Linked DNA regions of Mus musculus: regions 1 and 2 are each linked to region 3. The links are chromatin contacts, called in public HiChIP or PLAC-seq maps. All regions are on one chromosome and are shown on one strand. The core of a region is the stretch at or near the end of the contact, and the rest is flanking DNA. Distances in the headings are between cores, read along the strand shown.

Evidence for each region. HiChIP or PLAC-seq counts read pairs in DNA pulled down with a chosen protein or histone mark.
Region 1: an H3K4me3 HiChIP or PLAC-seq map of craniofacial prominence shows a contact between it and region 3, with 6 times the contacts expected there. The contact joins the enhancer-like site here to the promoter of Sox2 in region 3. A contact is called at or near these places in 3 of 39 promoter capture datasets (hippocampal neurons, liver and stem cell-derived epiblast-like cells), 2 of 484 Hi-C or Micro-C datasets (embryonic stem cells and epidermal suprabasal cells), 11 of 115 datasets of contacts at active chromatin or transcription factors (SST interneurons, craniofacial prominence, embryonic midbrain and 3 more) and 1 of 9 other capture datasets (embryonic stem cells).
Region 2: an H3K4me3 HiChIP or PLAC-seq map of embryonic hindbrain shows a contact between it and region 3, with 2.5 times the contacts expected there. The contact joins the enhancer-like site here to the promoter of Sox2 in region 3. A contact is called at or near these places in 5 of 39 promoter capture datasets (the 3T3-L1 cell line, hippocampal neurons, liver and 1 more), 5 of 115 datasets of contacts at active chromatin or transcription factors (embryonic forebrain, embryonic hindbrain, embryonic midbrain and 2 more) and 1 of 9 other capture datasets (embryonic stem cells).

What each region holds. Positions count from the first base shown.
Region 1 is chr3:34,917,206-34,919,905 of GRCm38.p6, forward strand. No RefSeq gene overlaps it. Among named protein-coding and RNA genes, the nearest start is that of Mir6378, 4.1 kb to the right of the region's middle. Within about 2 kb of position 1,271, at least 5 of the 459 cell types and tissues checked have an H3K27ac peak or open chromatin away from gene starts, as enhancers often do. A contact at or near this core is called in craniofacial prominence, where this site is marked.
Region 2 is chr3:34,957,673-34,960,459 of GRCm38.p6, forward strand. It overlaps Gm35255 (a long non-coding RNA gene), which reads left to right. Exons shown (of 3, transcript XR_389674.1): 3 at 1,600-1,859. Among named protein-coding and RNA genes, the nearest start is that of Gm35255, 8.8 kb to the left of the region's middle. Within about 2 kb of position 1,414, at least 8 of the 459 cell types and tissues checked have an H3K27ac peak or open chromatin away from gene starts, as enhancers often do.
Region 3 is chr3:34,648,577-34,651,379 of GRCm38.p6, forward strand. It overlaps Sox2 (SRY (sex determining region Y)-box 2), which reads left to right and starts at 1,419. Exons shown (of 1, transcript NM_011443.4): 1 at 1,419-2,803. The coding sequence starts at 1,840. The coding sequence ends at 2,799. The region is part of intron 3 of Sox2ot (SOX2 overlapping transcript (non-protein coding)); the gene reads left to right. RefSeq lists a promoter at 906-1,656.

The DNA.
Region 1 (2,700 bases), core at 21-2,520, 270 kb after region 3:
CATCCTCCGGTGAACAAGGTTTTTATGTTCTTCATAGCTTAAAACAACTTCGTTGCATCAAAACAATAACTGTCTAGGTGTCCTTTGGGATGCAGGAGGGGAAGGGGGTGTTGGTATAAAATAGATCATTAGAAGTAGATATGATTAAAGTACATTATATGCATGGATGGATGTATTATAATGAAAACCCTTAGGTACTATTGTGTATATATACACTAGGAAATTTTACAAAAACTCAAAATGAACTGTTTTACACAAGACCTGCCACACAAAATGATGCAGTGACTCCTAGGGTCACCCTGCGGCCTGGGTAGGGTGGTGACTGAAGGCATACTGTGTCATTTTATATAGAATAAGTAGGGAAGTGCTTTAAGGATGCAGTGTGCAAGCCAGAGTGACTGCCATCCAGACTTGCCCATCTCTCTGATGGTAAGGGTTGAGAGAGACTGGCTTGTGAGAGAAACTAAAAGAAGTAAACATGCCAGATGACCAGGCACATGAGTAAAGTGAGAAGAAACTGTGGCCTCCACAGTGAGGTAGAAGCGACCAGGAACATTGCAGGACTCTGGCTCCCATTCACGTGTCCCCATCTGCTGTCCAGGCAAAATCCTACCTGGAAAGCGGAATATAATCCCATTTCCCTCAGTTTACTTACGCTCCATCTGAAAAAAAATCCTGATATTCGTAGGAAAGATATTTTGAATCTAACAAGTTTAGATGGAACCCAAACTCACCTTGCAAATTAAGAAAACAAAAACAAAAACAAAAAGTGTAAGCGATTTAATGTCTTTCGTAGAAGGTCTAGATGCCAGACAGTACAGAAAGCAGGGATCAAAATGATTACTATCAAGGCCAGAACTTCAACAAAACATTTGTTCTGAAATGCACAGACTGTTATGACAAAAGTCTAGACAGTGATAATGACCCTTAATGTTGACAAGAAAAAAAAAAGACTTCAGAGAAAAGAAATGGAGAAGGAAAGGAAGGGAGGGAGAGAGAAAGGGAGGGAGAGAGAAAGGGAGGGAGGGAGGGATGCAGGAGAAAAGAAGGAGGGAGGACAGATAGGAGAGAGGAAGGAAGGAAGAAAGAATGGAAGAGGAGAAAACAAAGAAGGAAGGGTGTTAGGGAAGAAGGAAGGGATGGGAGGAGGGAGGAGGAGGAGGAGAGGAGAGAGACAGGGAGGGAAGTGAAGGGCTGACTCTCTACTTCAAGCTGCATACTTTCAGTCAGTTTATACAGAGCACGCACTGGGAGAATCCAGGCTGGCAGGCAGAGATGTAACACAATACACTCAGATGCCCTCACAAGTCAGGAGCTTTGGGGCCAGAATAGTGGAGGGTGAAGGAAATTAACCAGGATTTTATTGCCGTTTATGAGAAGTCAGGTGTGAGAGGCACACACCAATCTTTGAAAACAGACTGGATTTGCTTAAAAGCAAATGGTTTTTGTTAGGGGGCTTATTTTACTCATGTCAAAAATATGAAATTACACCATTAAAGGAAGTGGTAAAATCTACATCACTGCAAAGCCTCGGGGATATATCCACGTGTTCCCACACGCTCAACAGCTATGAAAAGTGTGATTTTCATTTTACCTGCTAATCGAGTACTTGGAGATATTCAGTGGGGGCTTATCCTCTTACTTTTGATTTCTGAGCAATTTCAGAGACACTTTCTACTGCAAAAATAAACTCAAATGCTTATAATTCCAGAAATTCATGTTACAACCAATGTTTTATGTGGCTTTTACCCATGGTTTGAAGGAAGCAGCCATTTCTGATCTACATTTGTGGTCTCGTTTAAGGTTTTTCTGGTTGAGGGATTAAGAAAATACTTAATGATTTTGTGCATCTCATTTATATAACGCTCTAACAAGGTAACAAGGAAAGTCCTGAGAGTTGAGAGAGAAGGAACTTTGGTCTGAAAATTTGAAAATTTACTTTGATTCTCAGTTCTGTGATTTCCCCTCCCTCTCTCCTTCCCTCCCCCACTTCTTTTCTCCCTTCTTCCTTCTCCTCCTTCTCTCTCTCTCTCTCTCTCTCTCTCTCTCTCTCTCTCTCTCTCTCTCTCGCTCTCTCTTGCTCTCTCTCCTCTCTCTCTCTGTGGTGCCACTGACCAATCGCAGGACCAGGCCAGTGTGTTCCCCTGGTTCTCACCTCCCTTCCCTTTTGACCTCACAGTTTTAAGTGGGCATTTGTTAAACAAGATGGGGAGACCCAGCTCTGCAAGCTTCCATGGAAGCACAACATCCTCAAAGCAGAAATTACCTTACATTTTTTAGTGCTCTTTGAAAAGTTTAAGTGCAATAAAATCTCTTCAGTATTTCAATATATATAATATAGTAATTACTTCTGCAATTAGAAGGAACAAAGCATTAAATCACTTTTTATTAAGTTATTTTCAATAGATGTATTTTATACTTACAAAACCATATGATAGGTATAATACTTATTAGTTTTGATTCACATCCACATATGGTGTTGATGTAGTATGTCAGCACATATTTATCACGGAATTATCCACACAGGAGTGACCCAGCTGCACAAGAAACACAATAATTAGAAGTTGCAAGGGCACAGAGAGACACAATGTAAGAAAAACTCACACGCAATGAACAGCAACCATTTCTTATTGTGCTCCCAAGAGTGAGCCCATGAAGCAGCTATAAGACACTTAGAGCTTATAAGACACTTTTATAAGC
Region 2 (2,787 bases), core at 164-2,663, 310 kb after region 3:
GCTGTGACCAAATACCAAGCAACAAAACAAACAAACAAACAAACAAACAAACAAAAAACAGCCTACGAAGAAAGCACATGGTTTGAGAGGATTCAGTCCATGATGGTGGGGAAGGTATGGCTGTAGAACACACAAGAAACCAAGAGGGATGGATTATGATGCTTGGCTTGATTTCTTCCTTTTATTCCGTCTTGGTCTCCACCCACATTCAAAGGAGGTCTCTCTGGAAACAGCCGTACTGACACACCCAGAGGCACATCTCCAGGGAATTCTAGATCAGTCAAGTTGACAGTAGAGGTCAACCATTACAGAGGCTTTGGGTTGTTTGGTCATCAGGCAAAAGACATTCGGGAGTGTTGAATGCCATCCTAGTCTCTGATGGGAAGATGCCCAGTTTATGACTGCAAACCCACTGGCCTCATTTTACCTCACCTCCTCCATTCTTCCTTTATGACGTCAGAGATGTGGTTTACTTCATAGACCTAACAAGAACAAAACTGAGATAAGTGGTATAAAATGACTAGCACCCTAAATGAACAGAATTAATAATTCTTACAACCCATAGACTAGATACCTTGAATATATCATCTCAGATCCTTAAAGTATCTATTGAGGCTGCTGTCTCTAATCTTTACAGGAAACAGGCATACATGTCAGGAACTTTCCCAAGTGCCTGAGTCGGCTCAGTGCCCAGACCTCTCCTGCCTGGCTTTGCAAATCTTTACATGTTCATATTTACAGGTTTCACTCTGATTAGTTATTCATTGGAAATGGACCATAGATTAGAATAATGATGATGACCATGATCCTCGTGCTCGGTGTGTGAAAACTTCTTAATTGTGGTCAGAGATGCCAGTTCTGGGTACCGTATGGAGTTTGGGAGCAAAGAGGGGCTCACCAACACAGCTGAGCAAAAACCCAAACGTCAGTGATGACGTCCGTCATTACATGACTTAGAAGCTGAATAGACCACTGGAAAGCAGCAAGGAACGTCCAGAGTCACATTTCTGAGACATGGTAGGAGCATTCCTGTCACAGAGGCTTTTCAAACACTTTCTGTGTTGCACCTGCTTGATCCAACAAGAAGGGATATTCACCAAGAAGTCACACCCACGAGCATGTATAAACATTTAACTGCAAAATTACTTTCCTGAAAATCACCACAGAAATGTAACTGAAAGAACTCCCTCTTCTTTTGGTATCTTCTTGGTGACGCTCTACAAATAAGGGACATTTTTCTTATTAATTTCCCCAAAGAGTAAGTCTTGGTGGCTCATTGAAACATATCTTTTTAGCAAGATTAATTTTAAAGTTTGACATTATGAGTATCAAATTAAGCTGTCAGCCTAGGAAGTGATACAGAGAAAGATCTGTGCCGAGCACCAGGGGCGAGGAGGCATGTTTGAGTGACTCTTTTCTCATTATGTCATTCCCAGCTTGTGAGTAGAGAGACACTTGTCCCAGCCTCACCATCAACCACCATATCATTGCTGCCTCAAACTGTTACTAGAGCCGCGGACACAGGGTATTATGTCTGTCGACAGCTCCAATTAGCTGGCGTGTCTGACTAGTGACAGCGCCATCCACTTTTGTTTACAGCGACGGTGGGAGCTGTATCTCGTCTCCCACCTCCAGCGGCAGACAGATGGATGGAGCTGTGTAATCATCGAGGGAAGCATGCGATCTTCTCCCTTCACAAACCGCCACGAGGAGCAGAACCAACGGCCTTTTGTCTGTGCTTAGAAGTGACTGTCAAGTTCACAGGCTGAATATGGATGAAGCGCCTCACATGTATGTATGAGCGGAGCGCTCTAGACTGCAGGGTGTTGACATCATACAGATGCTTTCCCAAGACAAGGTGACGCTTCATTTGTATCAAAGTGGCATTGTTTGTAAGTCTTCTACTGAAAAATGTCAATGTATCAACCAGTCAACTTTATGATTATTTCTATAATGGGAGGGAAAACTGTTTAATTAACATTTTATAACATCTTATATTACCTTTTACTCCCATACATGATAGAATCTTTTGCTTTGGATTCCCTACATTTATTTTTCTCCACTAATTCTGTCTCCTGCTCACTAGAGACCTGGGGAAGACAAAGTCCACCATGTTGACAGTGGAGAGAGCTTTGTAGTTCCGAGCATGTGCCACACATTCCCTTTTCAGTCCATGGACATATAATGCAGGAGCTTTGGAGACAGCTCAGTCCATGGGTGCTTAGCTTAAAAGAAGTTTTCATGGCTTGCTCTTATACCATGGGTATTCTTATACCACCCAGGATCACCAGCTCAGGGCTGGCCCTACCCATGTAGGGCTGAACACTTCCACATCATCAATCAAGAAAATACCCCACAGGCTTGCCCAAGGCCAAGCTGATGGCGGCATCTTCTCAACTGAGGTTCCCTCTTCCCAAGCACCTGAGTCCAATCCTTAGCGCTCATGTGTGCAATAATTGCCTGTAGACTCTGTGCTGGGGAGGCAGAGACACGAGCATCCTATGGCTTTTTGGTCAGCCAGGCTAGCTGGATTGTTGAGTTCAAGTTTCATTGAGAGACCTTGTTACACACACACACACACACACACACACACACACACACACACACAGAGAGAGAGAGAGAGAGAGAGAGAGAGAGAGACAGAGAGAGACAGAGAGAGACAGAGAGAGACAGAGACAGAGAAAGACAGAGAGACAGAGAGACAGAGAGACAGACAGAGACAGAGAGAAACAGAGACAGAGAGACAGAAAGAGAGTAATTGAGGAGTACACTTGATGTCAACCAACC
Region 3 (2,803 bases), core at 169-2,668:
AGAGAGTGGAAGGAAACTTAGACGGGGCTTTGTTTGACTCCGTGTAGCGACAACAAGAGAAACAAAACTACCTATTTGTAACGGACGTGGGGCTGTGGCTCTGGGCTTTTTGAGCGCCTGCCGATTGAAATCTTTACGTCTGGACAATGGGAGATCGGCTAAAATTACCCTCTCGGGTCCTGGGCAGGCAAGATTCTTGAACCCCTACCCCCGCCCCCAGCCCATTCTCCCACAGCCTGGGCTTGCTTGGTGCCGGCTCCTCGGGTTCGGCGGGCCTTCTCTCCGCCTGCACCTGCACCTCTGGACCCCGCGCGCTTCCCAGGCCCCGGCGCCTCTCGGCCGGGCCTTCGTGACTACCACCGTGCCTGTCAGCAGGGGCAATGCCGGCTGCGCTGCCCCATCCTGAGAACGCTGCGTGGGAGGGAGTTTGTGAGCGCAGCCCAAATGCCACCTCCGCGCCTCGCGGTGGGATGCCAGGAAGTTGCGTGACCCTCCCCCCATCCCCTGCACTCGGGAGCTTCTTTCCGTTGATGCTTTCGTCCCCAAGGTTTCCTCTGAAACTGCCACCACTAAAAATCCTCTTGTGTCAGGGTTGGGAGTTAGAAAGAGCGGGAGCAGAGTTCCAGCTTTGCCTTTGCACCCTTTGGATGGGGCAGGTTGGTGGAGTAGGGAATTAGGGGTTGAGGACACGTGCTGCGGTTCCTTGAGCCACACCTGAGTCGGCCTAGGAAAAGGCTGGGAACAAGGCCTGGTCCTAGCTCTGCTCTACAGTCAGCTACATGGGCAGAGGACTCGTGTTTGGGAACCGAGCCGATGACACGGAAGCCAGGAGGGCGCTGAGGCCCGAGGCTTGGGTCTAACTTCTCGTCTGTACGGTGAGAAGAGGGGGTGAGTGGGTGCTGGCGACAAGGTTGGAAGAGGGGCTGCGACAGAGCGCAGTGCCGCGGATGAGCGCAGAAACAATGGCACACCACCTCCGGCTCTGCCAGCTTCCTGAAATACTAGTTGGACAGTCGCCCTGAACCACCCATGGGCCTTGCCCCACCCTGGCCCCAGCTTCCCGCGCCCCATCCACCCTTATGTATCCAAGAGAGAGCCAATATTCCGTAGCATGGGGGAAAGGAGCTGTCGTCTTGGTGCTGTTTACCCACTTCCTTCGAACAGGCGTGCGCCGTGACCTGTTGCTGAAAACGGGGGGCGGGGGGGGGGGATACAAAGGTTCCCCAGCGGCCGGCTGCGGGCCCGCCTCCCCCGCGCGGTTCGGGGCACAGCGCTCTGCTGGGCTCGGCTCGGCGGCGCGGCAGGCCCCGCCCCCTTTCATGCAAAACCCTCTGGCGAGGCTGGGCTCGGGCGCAGGAGCCGGCGCTCGCTGATTGGCCGCCGGAAACCCATTTATTCCCTGACAGCCCCCATCACATGGATGGTTGTCTATTAACTTGTTCAAAAAAGTATCAGGAGTTGTCAAGGCAGAGAAGAGAGTGTTTGCAAAAAGGGAAAAGTACTTTGCTGCCTCTTTAAGACTAGGGCTGGGAGAAAGAAGAGGAGAGAGAAAGAAAGGAGAGAAGTTTGGAGCCCGAGGCTTAAGCCTTTCCAAAAACTAATCACAACAATCGCGGCGGCCCGAGGAGGAGAGCGCCTGTTTTTTCATCCCAATTGCACTTCGCCCGTCTCGAGCTCCGCTTCCCCCCAACTATTCTCCGCCAGATCTCCGCGCAGGGCCGTGCACGCCGAGGCCCCCGCCCGCGGCCCCTGCATCCCGGCCCCCGAGCGCGGCCCCCACAGTCCCGGCCGGGCCGAGGGTTGGCGGCCGCCGGCGGGCCGCGCCCGCCCAGCGCCCGCATGTATAACATGATGGAGACGGAGCTGAAGCCGCCGGGCCCGCAGCAAGCTTCGGGGGGCGGCGGCGGAGGAGGCAACGCCACGGCGGCGGCGACCGGCGGCAACCAGAAGAACAGCCCGGACCGCGTCAAGAGGCCCATGAACGCCTTCATGGTATGGTCCCGGGGGCAGCGGCGTAAGATGGCCCAGGAGAACCCCAAGATGCACAACTCGGAGATCAGCAAGCGCCTGGGCGCGGAGTGGAAACTTTTGTCCGAGACCGAGAAGCGGCCGTTCATCGACGAGGCCAAGCGGCTGCGCGCTCTGCACATGAAGGAGCACCCGGATTATAAATACCGGCCGCGGCGGAAAACCAAGACGCTCATGAAGAAGGATAAGTACACGCTTCCCGGAGGCTTGCTGGCCCCCGGCGGGAACAGCATGGCGAGCGGGGTTGGGGTGGGCGCCGGCCTGGGTGCGGGCGTGAACCAGCGCATGGACAGCTACGCGCACATGAACGGCTGGAGCAACGGCAGCTACAGCATGATGCAGGAGCAGCTGGGCTACCCGCAGCACCCGGGCCTCAACGCTCACGGCGCGGCACAGATGCAACCGATGCACCGCTACGACGTCAGCGCCCTGCAGTACAACTCCATGACCAGCTCGCAGACCTACATGAACGGCTCGCCCACCTACAGCATGTCCTACTCGCAGCAGGGCACCCCCGGTATGGCGCTGGGCTCCATGGGCTCTGTGGTCAAGTCCGAGGCCAGCTCCAGCCCCCCCGTGGTTACCTCTTCCTCCCACTCCAGGGCGCCCTGCCAGGCCGGGGACCTCCGGGACATGATCAGCATGTACCTCCCCGGCGCCGAGGTGCCGGAGCCCGCTGCGCCCAGTAGACTGCACATGGCCCAGCACTACCAGAGCGGCCCGGTGCCCGGCACGGCCATTAACGGCACACTGCCCCTGTCGCACATGTGAGGGC